Linked DNA regions of Pan troglodytes: all the other regions are linked to region 3. A link is a contact called in public Hi-C data. All regions are on one chromosome and are shown on one strand. The core of a region is the stretch at or near the end of the contact, and the rest is flanking DNA. Distances in the headings are between cores, read along the strand shown. Region 1 has its middle 370 kb from the start of MN1. Region 2 has its middle 490 kb from the start of MN1. Region 3 overlaps MN1 (MN1 proto-oncogene, transcriptional regulator).

The links. A called contact is a pair of places that touch in the nucleus more often than the background predicts.
Region 1: a contact with region 3 is called in a Hi-C map of stem cell-derived neural progenitor cells, with 2.1 times the contacts expected there. The contact joins two enhancer-like sites. A contact is called at or near these places in 1 of 7 Hi-C or Micro-C datasets (stem cell-derived neural progenitor cells) and 1 of 1 datasets of contacts at active chromatin or transcription factors (stem cell-derived excitatory neurons).
Region 2: a contact with region 3 is called in a Hi-C map of stem cell-derived neural progenitor cells, with 3 times the contacts expected there. The contact joins two enhancer-like sites. A contact is called at or near these places in 1 of 7 Hi-C or Micro-C datasets (stem cell-derived neural progenitor cells) and 1 of 1 datasets of contacts at active chromatin or transcription factors (stem cell-derived excitatory neurons).

What each region holds. Positions count from the first base shown.
Region 1 is chr23:29,595,485-29,599,840 of NHGRI_mPanTro3-v2.0_pri, forward strand. No RefSeq gene overlaps it. Among named protein-coding and RNA genes, the nearest start is that of MN1, 370 kb to the right of the region's middle. Within about 2 kb of position 2,222, at least 5 of the 24 cell types and tissues checked have an H3K27ac peak or open chromatin away from gene starts, as enhancers often do. A contact at or near this core is called in stem cell-derived neural progenitor cells, where this site is marked.
Region 2 is chr23:29,467,283-29,471,902 of NHGRI_mPanTro3-v2.0_pri, forward strand. No RefSeq gene overlaps it. Among named protein-coding and RNA genes, the nearest start is that of MN1, 490 kb to the right of the region's middle. Within about 2 kb of position 2,754, at least 4 of the 24 cell types and tissues checked have an H3K27ac peak or open chromatin away from gene starts, as enhancers often do. A contact at or near this core is called in stem cell-derived neural progenitor cells, where this site is marked.
Region 3 is chr23:29,953,138-29,957,518 of NHGRI_mPanTro3-v2.0_pri, forward strand. It overlaps MN1 (MN1 proto-oncogene, transcriptional regulator), which reads right to left. Exons shown (of 2, transcript XM_016938877.4): 1 at 1-4,381. The coding sequence starts at 1,479. Among named protein-coding and RNA genes, the nearest start is that of MN1, 9.3 kb to the right of the region's middle. Within about 2 kb of position 2,799, at least 14 of the 24 cell types and tissues checked have an H3K27ac peak or open chromatin away from gene starts, as enhancers often do. A contact at or near this core is called in stem cell-derived neural progenitor cells, where this site is marked.

The sequences.
Region 1 (4,356 bases), core at 972-3,471, 360 kb before region 3:
GCTGGAGAGGTATTCATGGCCCAGGAAGGACAGAAAAGAAACCACTGCCTGAGGGTCTGGCTCAGCTCTGCAATCCCTCCTCCCCAGGTAGGACAGACAGCCCAGGGGTATGAGGCCAGGTTCCAGCATTTGACTGTGGGTTTGAATCCAAACTCCTTTGCTGACTGCAGTGACAGAACTTATCAAGTATCAGCTCCCCGCTCTGTTAAACGGGGCTCCTGTGCCTCATTCCTGGGGCTTCAGAGAAATTCGCTGAGCTGAGACTTGCACACCAGTCAGCTCATGGCTTGAACCTCTCCTAGCTGTCATGAGCTTGTCCTCCCTGGAGAAGAGTGCTGGAGCAGAAGGCAACAAACCCCGATCCATTCTGGCTTTGCCTGTTGGGTTATCTCAGGCTCAGTTTGCCCATCTGCAAAATGCGCAGACAGGACACTGAGCCCTCCTGCGTCCTGCTAGTTTCCTGACCTGCCCTAGAGCCTGACTCACAGAGGGACTCACGGGACAGGGCACCACTGCTCCTCCCTGTTTCATGGCCTTTGCCCATGCACACCCCCTGCCTGGAACACTCTTCCTCTGACCCAAAGGCCCCTTGGGAGATGACCCCTCCTGGAAAAGGCCTCTCTGACCCCAGCAGATAGGATTTCACTCGTGTAGCCCTGGACATCCTTTTTATGACACCTATTACCTCTAGGAAGCCTCATTCAATATCTTCCTGGGGATTTTTGGACCCTAGGCTCCATGACAGGCCCGAACCTGCCGTGGTCCCCTTTGCCCCTGCTGAAGCCCGCAGCACCCAGCACTACGATTGCATGTCTAATCACAGGAAATCCACTTTGGGAGGCTGAGACAGGAGGATCCCTCAAGGCCAAGAGTTCAAGACCAGCCTGGGCAACATAGTGAAACCCCATCTCTACATAAATAAAAATAAAAAGTAAAAACAAATTAGCCAGGTATGGTGGCACATGCCTGTAGTCCTGGCTACTACGGAGGCTGAGGTGGGAGGATCACTTGAGCCCAGGAGGTTGAGGCTTCAGTGAGCTACGATTGTACTACTGCACTCCAGTCGGGGTGACAGAGTCCGGTCCTGTCTCTAATGAATAATAATAATAAACTATTTATTTTTATTATATAAATGTATAGTAACTATTATTATTATAAGATATTAAATACTTGTAGAACACCAGTCATGTGTGAGGCCCTGCAGTCACAGCAGTGAATGAGTGAATGAATGAATGAATGGTGATAAATGAAAGCACGAACTTATAGGACGCTTATTGATGTACGTCTGAGCTGAGTCCTCTACATGAATCATCTTATTTAATTCCCACATCAACACCAGAAGGCAGGTGCTGTTATTATCCCCATTTCACAGATGAGGAAGTTGAGGCCCAGAGATGTTAGGCAACTTGTAAAAGGCCACACAGCCAGGGCAGTGGAGACAAAATCCAATCCCAGGCAGTCTGGTTCCAGAGCTTACGGGTCCAGCCACCAGACTAGATTGGAGCCCACAGGAGGGGATCATGAGGGTTGTTTGAAGACATGTTTCCTTCTGCCCGCCTGGGACAGCAGGTACCTGGGAGTAAGTGCCGGGGCTGGCTCATTTCTGCAAGGAGCAGCCTGGGATGCAGAACAGAGAGGCAGGGGCTGGCCAGCCTGAGAAGTGGCTCCAGATCCTCCATGGGGCAGTTTGCGCGCATTTGACCACTGTGAGATGTGGAATCAGACATGACTCTGAATCTCCCCTTCCGTGCCCTTCACCTAGAAAGGGACCGCTGACGTTCTGTGTGACCTCTGGCAGAACACCTACCCCCAGAATCTTGGTGTGCTCATCTGGGCAATGGGAATGATAAAAATCTGCCCTGCAAACACACACCACACACATCCACCCAGCTAGGGGCTGGGCATGGCCAGGGGCTGAACCCTGGGGACTGTTTCAGGGGCAGCCAGGGCAGCAGCTGGGGAAGGACTCGAGCCTCCCCAGCCCAGCTGGCTTCTGGCGGGGGTCCAGCCTGGCCACAGCCACCAGTCCTCCAGGCTTAATATCCTTGGCGGCAAGGCTAGAATAAGCTGTCTTTCAAGAGGGGAGCTTTATTTATACGCTGATGCCAGTCGCGCTCCTGCTATTAGAAATTTCATCGGCTCCTTTGATTTAGGGCTTGCCACAAGCTGCCAATCGCGGCCGCCTCCTGGCCCAGCCCTGCAGCTCGGCCAGCCTTGTTCCGGCTCACAGCAGCAGAAACGAACATTATTTAATTTCCCGCCAGCGGGCAGTGAAAGCCGGAGCTCCCCCTCCCGCTGGACGTATTTATTTAATCCTTTTTGGAAATAGTGTCTGGGGATGGATCTGAAGGCCAGCCCTGGGGACTCTGCTAATCCCCCAGGCCTGGGCAGGCGGGGCCTTGGGGTGGAGACTGAGTGGGGCCTCTTGGGAGGATTCTAGAGGAACCTCAACCTGGGAGCCCAGGGCGATCTGCCACTCACTGACCCCTGAGGTGTCTGCTTGGGAGGTGTCACCAGCAGACTTCGAGATAAGCACTGCAGGGCTAGTTTATCTGGGAGGGGGATCCCAGGATGTATCAACAGGGGATGAGGACTTGAGGCAAAGAGGGGAGGTGGTCAAGTCTGGCTGCCATTAAGCAGCCAGTTTTTGCTGCGGGTGACTGGGGCTCAGTTGTGCTGAGGACCTTTTGCAAGAACACTCACCTCAGAGTCATCCGCCCAAGGAGCAAGGAAACCAGGGTATTTATACTCCAGTTCCCATCTGTCATTGGTGGAGGGCTGCTTCCCCCAGGAAGGGGCATTTATTCCCTACACTCCTCTTCCTTCTACACTGAGGCCAAGCAGGCGCCTGCAGACATCTCCCCACCTTGCAGGCGAGTGGTGAGTGACAGGAGGATATGGGCAGAGCACCAACCACTTGAAGCTATTTATCCTCCTTGTCACCTGTCAACTCTTTCTCTTTCTTTAGCCTCTGCCCAAAAGACACCTCCTCCAGGAAGCCCTCCTTGACCACCCCAGGAAAAATCTTATCCACTACCATCTTGTCATTCAGATATTTCCTTCCTAACATATAGCATGTGCCAGGATTATCCATTTACTTACTTGTTTGTGGGTTTACTGCCTATCACTCCCACTAGACTGGAAGCCTCCTGAAGCAGGGGGTCATGTGTATCTTAATCTGCATTGCAGCCCTTGCACACAGTAGGCACTCAACAACTATTTTTGGAATGGGGGTGGGGACACCTGATTTATGTAATTCAGGCCCTGCGTCGCTTACCACAGTGCTTGGCAGTAGGCTAGGCTCCTTACATGTGATGTTGGTTCCTTTAACACTCAGCCAAGCTTTCAAGGATGGGATCAGCACACCCATTTGACAGATTGGAAAGGTGAATGTACCGAGAAGATGCTGCATCAAACTCAGCTGTGGGTTTGCATAGCACCAAATCTTACTCCGCTCTCCCTGCAGCCCCAGAGAGTGGATGGAAAGGTTTTCTGGGTTTCATTTCACAGCTGTGAGAATTGGGGCCCTCTGGGATACGCCCCCATCAGGCGGGGAGACAACGGGGATCCTGGCCGCATAGAGTCTATGATGTCTTAAGCACTGGAGGGTATCAGTAGAGAGAAGTATGAGAAGTATGAGAAAGTGCTGAAGAAATCATGGGATGCTTCCTGGAGAAGGTGACTCTTCTTTTCCTATTATAAATATTAAAATGAGAAAGAAAATCAGTCCCTTTGGGAAAGCAGGAAATTCAAAATATTTGATGACCCAGTAGCCCTGGCAGCACAGAGCCTAGAGACTTGTTTGCACAAAACACTCCCAAAGCAGAAATGTTTTATATGTAATATAATGTATAATACGAGGTTTTATATGTCATCATTTTAATACGTCATGATGCCAAATTGTCCAAGCTAAAAGGCTAAATACAGAAAAGTTAAAGATGGAAGGGGAAGAGGAAGACGCTGAGGTCAAGGTGGCAAAAGTAGACAAAGTGCAGGAGGGAGGAGGCATTTTCCCTGGGCAATTGATTCAGCACCCAGGCGCTTCTGGAGCCTTTGTCTATGTGACGTGGTTGTGGCAGCAGCCCGCTGAGTGTTAATTGTCCATGAGTTCTAATAGGTGTAATATTCTCGAGTGTTACATGTGCATTAATTAAGTAACACTGCATTTAGCCCCAAATCATGCAAAAGGCTTGTGTGGTGTTTGCAGAGGCATAAATATCCTCACAGTTAGTGAGTTGCTGGCACTGTTTTCTCTCTGCCCACAGCAGTCCAAAAACGTAGATTGAGAGAAATGGGAAGTGGTGGAAACAGGAAGGAGTGTGAAGGGTGAGGAAAGCCTCTGCCACCCTCCAGACC
Region 2 (4,620 bases), core at 1,504-4,003, 490 kb before region 3:
TTTGAGTCTTAGGGATTGTTCTAGAGATCCACAGGGTAGGCTGGAAGTGCCAAGGGATTTTCCTGCCCCAACCCAAAGCAGCTCTCAGCTAGTGACTCTTGGGAGATGGTGTATCAATACCCCAGCTCCCTCACTCCTCAGGTGGGATGACTTCTGAAGCTTGGATTTTAGGGTTTTCTAGAATTTGTCTGCTGGAGTGAGCTCCAGTCACCCACACTGATAACTGGCTTTATGACATACCCTTTATTGGCTGGATGATTTCTCCCACTCCCATCTTGGGGCTTCCTGGAATCCCCTCCCCAAAAATATTTCTTGTCCCTGGTTCCTTATCTCAAAGTCTGCTTCTGGGGAAATTCAAACTAAGATAGTTTGTGAGGAGGAGAGCAATGTGGTCAGGTTTGGGTTTCTGAGGAAGGGCCACTCTTTTTGTCCCTGTGGTTGGAAAGAGTCTCTGAAATGAACAATTATTAGTTATATTTTCATGTCTTAGAGTGGACAAGAGAGAGAGAAGACAGCCAGTTATAATATTCCCAGATGGCTAGGACACAGACCATTCTTCCAGATCTGGAAATGTTTCATTACCACAGCCCTGACCAGCTTGAAGCAACCTTCCTCATACCCAAATCAAATACCTGTGTGGAGAGACTAAATCTGTCTAAAGGCGACACAACCCACCCTGACTCATGTGTTCATGCATGCACTCAATAGGAAAACAGGGCCAGGTGTGGTGGCTCACGCCTGTAATCCTAGCATTTTGGGAGGCCTAGGTGGGCATATCACCTGAGGTCAGGAGTTCGAGACCAGCCTGGCCAACATGGTGAAACCCCATCTCTACTAAAAACACACACACAAAAAATTAGCTGAGCGTGGGGTGGGCACCCATAATCCCAGCTACTCGGGAGGCTGAGACAGGAGGATCACTTGAACCTGGGAGGCGGAGGCTGCAGTGAGCCAAGATTGCACCACCGCACTCCAGCCTGGGTGACAGAGTGAGACTCTGTCTCAAAAAAAACCAAAACCAAAACAAAACAAACAAACAAACAAACAAACAAAAAAAAATATATATATATATATGAAAACAGAAGAAAAGGGCACTGCAAGCTGGAAGGTGTCCTAAGAGAGGATGGCACAGAGGGGATCTCCTAAATTAGCCTGAGCTTTCTTCCAGACCCTTCCTTCCAGGAATGCTAACATTGTTAGCATTTCTCCTAATGCATCCTGCAGAGCTCAAATATTTTCAGAGTCCCTACTTTGTGTAACCACGATTGCACCTCTGGCTATTTTTTAAAGTCCAAGAATAGCCTAGATCAGCCAGATGCTTATAGATCCTGCCAATAACCAGGCCCAGCTTTGCAAGAGCTTTGCAAGAGGTCAAGCTTTGCTTTGCAAAGGCCCAGCTTTGCAAGAGGTCAAGATGCTCCTGGCCCTGCTGGCTCCCAGAGAGCATTCCTCTCCTCCCCTAAGCCTCACAACTCCCAGGAGAAGATTCTGCAGATGGAAGCCCCGAGGTCCAGGGAGGTTCCAGGATTCACCCAGGGTTGCTCTGCTTGATAGGTGCAGGATTCAGGGCCAGGAGGACCCAGATCCAAGGCACCTGGTCTGGCATATTTTCAGGCCCAGAGATGGGGAATGATCTTCCAAAGGGGACTTCTGATGAAGGAAAAATGAGACAGTATTCATTGAATACCTATTGCATGCCATGGGGTGACGGTGGGCAGGGCCACATGGTCCCCAGCTGCTATGCTCTCCAGAGGGATGATCAGATTTGTCTCAAGTGTCCTTTACATGGCCAATTGCCATGCGTGTCTCATTATTCAAAAGGAGAAATTAACATTTAGTAGAAAAGAAAAAAGAAAGAGATGGAGGAAGAAGGGAGGATGGGAAGGAAGGAAGAAGGGAGAGAGAGAAGAGAAGGAGGGAGGAAAGAAGGAAGGAAGGGATACAGGGAAAAAGGAAAAAAGGAAGAGAGGAAGGAAGGAAGGGAGGGAGGGAAGGAAGGGGGAGGGAGGGAGGGCAGGAGACAAACCTCAGAAGGGCTGCCCCTCAGGGACATCAAGTGGAATATGAATACTGATTTCTAACCCCACTTCCAACTCCTGAGTGCTTTACGCTGGGCTACAAGATTCTCAATGTCTCAGTGCCTCAGTGTTCTGATTTATCTTATGGAAGCCTGCCTCATCTATTCATATATTGCATTCTTAAACACAGAATAACAACAACAGCAATGACAACAATGCTAATAGCGCTCCAACAGAGCTTGCTGTGTGCCCAGCCCTGTTCGAAGTGCTCCCCAACTCTGGCCCCTAGGATGCTCAGAACAGCCCTCTGAGCAGGCACTGATGCTGTCCCCCTCACATGCAGAGAAACCAAGACACGAGTGTGGTCAGGTCGTTCGTGCAGAGCCACCGGGCTGGGGATGGGCAGAGCTGGAGTGTGTGGGCACAGGATCGGGGTTTGTCACCACTGTGCTGCACTGCCTCTGCACCCCAACCAGGCCTCACGCTGATGGAGACATCGCAGTGCATAGGAGAACATTCACTGCGTGGTGCTGAGGACGCAGCAGGCACTCGGTACAACCTGTTCCTTGCGTGGCCCGCTAGCTTTGGGCCCCAAAATAATCTGCCTCCTGAATCTGCAACTTTCTCCCCACCTGCTGGGCATTCTCTTAATTCAACCGAAGCCTCTCCCTGTCCCCATTAGGACGGCCACTCCCAACAGGTGTTCCCGGCCTGTGAAGGCCAACCGGTCGGGGCTCAGCACCCCATTATCATTCTGCCACTTTCCAAAGGAAATTATAAGCACTTTGTGTCAACCCTCATCTGTCCCGGCAGCCGCACCGCAGGAAAGCGATTGAGGTCAGAGAAGGCAGACAGCCTACCCATCACACCCGCCGCGGCCATTCCTCATGTAGTGACATGCAATCTCCCGCCAAGGGTCACCTCTGGGGAAGCGATTCCTTCAAGCCCAGAACAAGTGCCAAATTGCAGCTTTGCCGAATGATCATGTGGAACACATTGAAAATAGCCGCCTCAGTAATAAATGCTTAACCAAAGCAGCCCCTTCCTCCGGCATAACCAGGAGCCTATTTACTGTAAATATGTTAACCAATTCATGCTGCAGCACATGGCCCAGGAGTCAGCTTCCCAGGCAGCAAAGAGCAAACCCCCGCTGGGCTGAGAAGGAGCAAGCCGCAAAGGAGAGGATTGTGTCCTCCAGGAAAAGAAGAGGCAGGAAAAGGCACCTGGGACTGAGGAGCCTCCTGCAGGCCCCACAGCCCCACCCGACAGAGGAGTGGCGAGAAGGGGACTTGGCATTCTGCATCTTGCCGTCACCTCTGTGCCCCACGGAATCTGTGAGTTAAGACTGGCTCCAAGAGAAGTGGCGTTTGTGTTTCTCCTTCATTTCCTGCTCACATGGTGAAGTCCGTAGTGTGACAGCTCTGAACTCCACAGGATGAATCAGGGTCAGGGGAGAGGACAGGAGGAAAGAAGGAGCAAGAGAAAGGGGAGAGAGAGAGAGGAGACGGGAGAGTGATGGCGAGAGACAGAAATATGAATGAGAAACGGGAAAAAAATCGAGAAGATGATGAGAAGCCTGAAAGACAGAGAAAGCAATCTAAGATGAGAAAAAGAGCACTGAGAAAGAAAACATTCTGGAGGAGAGAGAAGGAGGGGCAGAGAGGGGAACAAGAAGGGGGTAGAGAGAGGGAGATGGAGAGGGCATGAGTCGCCTCTGGAAGGCTGGGTTTTGTTTCCACTGGGAAGAAAAAATGTTCTTTGTTATCAAAAGCCTTGAGTGACACCAGCAGCTCCTCCCCACCCCTCTCTAACACACTAGCACCCAGGCTGGTGTGTACATACACAGGCATACTCAAGTGTGCACACACACACACTAACATGCACATATTTGTACACACACAAACATATGCATGCACACACATGCACATTCATGTGCACGCATGCATACTCGTGCACATACACACTAACATGCACACATACTCAAGGTACACATATATTCACATGCACCACACATACACACATGCATGTGCATGCACATACAAGCGCACACACACACATATGCGCACACCTACTCAAGGCACACACATACACGCACACATTCACACATTCATACATGCACACTCATGTGTACACACACATATGCATAGGCACACACACATACATTCACACACACGTATGTGCACACACATACATGCACACATTCACATGCACACACTCATGCACATACACTCACATGCCCTCATACATGCACATATATGCACACATGCATGCACACATACATCACATCCAGGCACACAGCCATCTGCAGGCACACATACACTCTTACAGCACACAGTCAATTCCCTCCCCCTACCCCTGAACCTAATTCAGTCCCAGAACAGAGAGAGCAATACAAGGTCTGAGCCAAAGGAAACAGACCAAAGCCAGACTGGGTCTGGGTGTGGGGGAGGAGGAGGAAAGGGGTCGGGAGGAGGCAGCCCAGGTCAGGGGCCCAGAGTGGACCAGCAATGCAATTGGAATGGGAAAGAACCGTAGAGCCCCCTGAGAGGCTGCAGCCCCTCAGGCCTGGCCCTCAGGCCTGGGCCTCCCTTCATCCCAGTAT
Region 3 (4,381 bases), core at 1,549-4,048:
GGAAGGGGAGAGGTGATTATCCAGAGCGCCGTTGTGCATGCTGCCGTTCCACGAAGCGCAGCGGTCCACTCCCGCGCTGCCCGGAAAGTCGAAGCGCGGCCTCTTGGCCACGTTCATGTAGGGGGGCGCGTCGAAATGCTGCAGCCGCTGGTTGGGCGCCTGCTGCGGAGGAGGATGCTGCATGCTGAAAACAGGCTCGGAATAAGGGTGCATGCTCCGGTTCTCCAGCCGGTGGATGGGATACTCGAATTGCGCGTGCTGGCTGGGCAGCATGGGGCCTCCGTCCTGCAGGCCGCCGCTGGGCGTGCCCGCCTCGCCCTGCTGGGGCCGAGGGAGCGCAGGCGGGCACGAATTTTGTCGGACTAGAAGCCCGGGTGGCGGCGGCGGCTGCTGCTGTGGCGGCTGCTGCGGGGGCTGCTGCTGAGGGGGTGGCGGGGCCTGCTGGGGAGGCTGCATTAACGGGTGCCTGGAGCCCACTGAGGGCTCCAGACCCACAGGCATCTTTCTGGCCCCACCGAACCTCTCAAAGAACACACCATGCTGCTGCTGCTGCTGCTGGGGCTGCTGCTGCTGCTGCTGCTGCTGCTGGGGCTGCTGCTGCGGTGGCTGGGCGTGCATTTTGGACAAGCCCACCATGCCCGCAGCTCTGGGCATGGCCGAGGCGCCCGGGAAAGCGCCCCCGGGAACCTGGCGACCCGCTGCATAATGAGGCAGCTGCCCTTCGGAGTCAGAGGGCGAAAACATGTCAAAATGTCCCGAGGGCGCCTCGCCCGGGTAATTGTATTCCAGCGAGTCGACGGCTCCTTGGTTCGTCACCCTCCGTGGCTCCAGACTGTGGGAATCGGAGCCGCTGGAGGACGGCAGGCCGTGGAAGGAGGCGGCTCGGTTAGGGCTCTGGTCCAGCGGCAGGCATGGGGCCGGCACGGCGTGGCCGGAGGCACCTGAACTGTGGAAGTCCGGGAGGTTCCCCGGTCGCTGCGGGCCGAAGCTCTCAGGCCCCTGGCTCTCCGCCATGTGCTCATAGCCCTCGGCGAAGGGCGGCTGGCTGCCCAGGCCTCCGGCTGCGCCGCCGTAGCCGAGCAGGCGACCCCCGTGCAGGCACGAGGCCCCGGGGTCTGGGCCACCGAAGTTGCCCCCAAAGTGGGGGTGATGCTGGTGGGGATGATGACTTCCCGGGTGGCCGTGGTGAGGCTGCTGGCCGCCAAAGAAGCCGTGCACAGGCTGCGCTTGCAGCCCCCCTGCGTGCAACTCCGAGTGGCCGCGCGCGTGGAAGCCGTAGGGCTCCATGTTCATGCCCAAGATCGGGGGTTCGCCCAGCGCGCTCATAGCAGGATCCACAGGGCCAGGGGGCCCCCCAGTGTGGAAAGCCGGGGCCTTAAAGTGGGTGTTCATGCTCAGTCCGGTCTCGTTAAAGTTCCTCTCGCCCTGGCCAGCGTTCCTGCTGTTGATCTGGGGCTCGAATTGGTCCAGCCCAAACATACTTGGCGGGGGGCAGAGGGGGATCAATAGGGCATGACAGCCGGCTCTCCGCGGCGCGCCTCCGGCCAGCTACTCGTTCCAGCCCAGGATTGGGCGCTCCGGGACGCTCAGCACCGCGGGGGCTCAGCGCGCACCTCCACCCCGCCTGATGTGAGGGACGGGGGGCGGGGTATCAGCTCCTCTCCCGAAGCTCCGATTCTGCCCGGGGAGGGCCTCTCACATCTTGCGAGGCCGCGGGGCCTCTAGGAGCCGTGTTGGGGGGCCCATGCCCCGGGCGGTTGTCACAGCCGCGGGTGGGTCTGCGGGGAGGGGACGAAGCCGCGGATGAACGGAGACAAAAAGTTAAGTGGGGGGAATGGGGAGGGAAGGGGGTTGGGAGAGCAGAGCGATCACCTTCTCAAGTCCGATTGGGTCTGCTGGGGAGCCCCCAGGACGCCGCCCGCAGCCTCCCGGAGTCCGTGGCAGAGCTGCTAAGGGCAGGGGAGGGAGACCCTTCAAAGCCGCGGCTAGCGCCGGGCACCGACAGAGCGGTCCCTCCCCCCGCCCCCCGGAGTCCCCGCGCCCCGCAGCCCGAGCCTCCACCGAGCACGATCCGCTCGCACAATCCCCGTAGGCTCCGGGCGAGCGGCTGCTGCTTCTTCAGCGGGTCGGAGGACTGGAGGCTCCGCTCGGCATCGCCGGTGCCGGCCCCCGAGCTGAGGACGCAGAGGGGCTGCGAGGCGGCAGGCGCCGGGGGCTGGAGACGAGGGTCGGGGAAAGGCGCGGCTCCTCTGCTCGGCAGCGGGTGCGCTGCGCCCGGCGCGCAGCTTCGCGGCCACGTCCGCCGCCTGCCGCTTCTGTTCTCCGCCGTTGGGTGTCTGAGTTCGCCGGAGTCTCCGCGCACCGTTGCAGGCGCGGGAGGGCAGCGAGACGAGGGGTTGGGTCGCTCCAAGGCTCCGGTTCCCTGCCTCCGCGCTGAGGTGCTTCGCGAGTCCCTCTCGGACCTGAGGGAGGGGGGCGTACGCGGGTCGGGGGGCCACGCCGGGCGAGCAGGCTAAGGCGTTCCCGCTGCGCTCTCAGAGCCCGGAATGGGGGGAGGGGGGCGCGGGGGCAGCTCTGGGGGGTCTGCGCACCCCTCTCCCGACTAGCGGGGGGGCTCTGCGTGGGGCGTTCCGAGGGTCTCGGCTCCCCTCTCTGTGTCTGCCTCTCGCCCAGCGCCGGGAGAAGCAGCAACAAGTTTTGCATTTCAGCAATCAATTTCAGCCATTACATTTGCACCAATCAGCGCCGCCCAAGTTCCGGGCCCGGGGCGGGGCTCGCTCTTAAGGTGGTCCGGGGTCCTAGCTGACGAAGCCCCCGCCACGAACCCGCACTACCCCAGCTCTGGGGTCCCCTGCGCCCGCCTCTCCTCGGGGTCCGGCGTCAGTGCGCTGGGGGCGCGCCCCGGCCTCCGGGCGCATCGAGCTGGAGAGGGTGCAGGCGGAGGAGAATGGCGGGAGCTTGGCTTTGTTCACCCCCTTCCCATTCACACTGTTCCCAACTCCCCACCCCCAACTGGAGAGAGACCCACCGGGTGGGCAGGGGGCGGGGAGGTGGGCGGTGAGCGGTACGGGGCGCTCAGACAATGAGGTCGCCAGGCAAAGACCCTGGACTCGCCACGGAAAGTCGCTAAGTGTCTACTGCACTTCGGCTCCGGGGTGAACACTCCGTTCTCCGCTAGCGGCGCCCAAGTTAGCCGGCCCTGGGATTTTCTTGGAGGGTAAAGCAGACGGGGAACCTCGAAGTTAGGGTTCTCCTCGAGAGAACTGGGAGCTTGCTCACTCCTCCGTCACTAGGGCGCTCACAATTGTTCCCCTTCCCCACTGCCTGGGGTTCCCGGTTCTCACCGGCCGGCGTGGGCTCCAAGGAGTCACAGTCACTCAGCCACTTTATGGGGGAGCACATCGGTTGAGCCCAGTAACCGGAGCGACTTGCGAGGCGGCTGGGAACCCCGAGAAGACACGCACGAAGAGGGCGCACCCGCCGGGCCGCACACCTTGCCCTGGGCCACCCGGTCCAAGACCCAGGCCCTCTGCGGGTGCGAAGTTGGCCTCCTTAAGAGATCAATTAAACTGAAGAGGCCGAGGAATGGAATTGGGCTGTGATACTAAAATCAATAGGAGTAATTTAATATCTGCCCTGCTCTTTATGAAATATTTATCCCAATAATCTTAGTTAAAATGTTTAGATCGTCCTGATCCCCACAGAGGCTGAAATCTATCTTGCAATTAGAAGTTGGAAGTTAGAGGTGATGGAGGATAGGGGTGTTTATTCTGTGCGCCTGTGTGCGTGTGCGCGCGCCTGCGTGCGTGCGTGTGTGTGTGCATGCGTGTGTGTGTGTGTGTGTTCCTCCCTAAAGTGTGTGTAGGGAAGGAGGGGGGAGAAGGCCTTTAATTTTCCTTGCCATAAAATAGCACGAGGCGATTTTGCTAGCAGATTCGCATTCTTAGGAGAAGGGCGAAAAAAGAACTTTCTTTGAAGTGCCCCTGATATCGCTATTAAATCTAAATAAAATTAAGCGTGGTGTATGAAAATGCCTTTCCCCCCCACAAAAGAAAGTGTTTATCGCCCGAGTCTGTCTAGCGTTTGCTAAATTACGCATGAAATCTGAAATGAAATAAACGTTATAATAAAACCGACCCCTGAGCCCTTTTTATTTAAAAACCTTAGATTAAGCACTCTACCCTCGCGGGCCGGAGTTAAAAAGTTACCATGTCGTACGCGCAGATTCATTGCTCCCCGGAGTTGCGGCTAGGAAGGCAGTGCTAAGTATGCCAGAACCGACATGCCGGGGGGTGGGGGGAAATGGGCTCAACTTTGGGGTAGCGGCAGAATTCCTAAGAAATTGCCCCCCGCCCAAAAAAATTTTTAATTAAAAATAAAC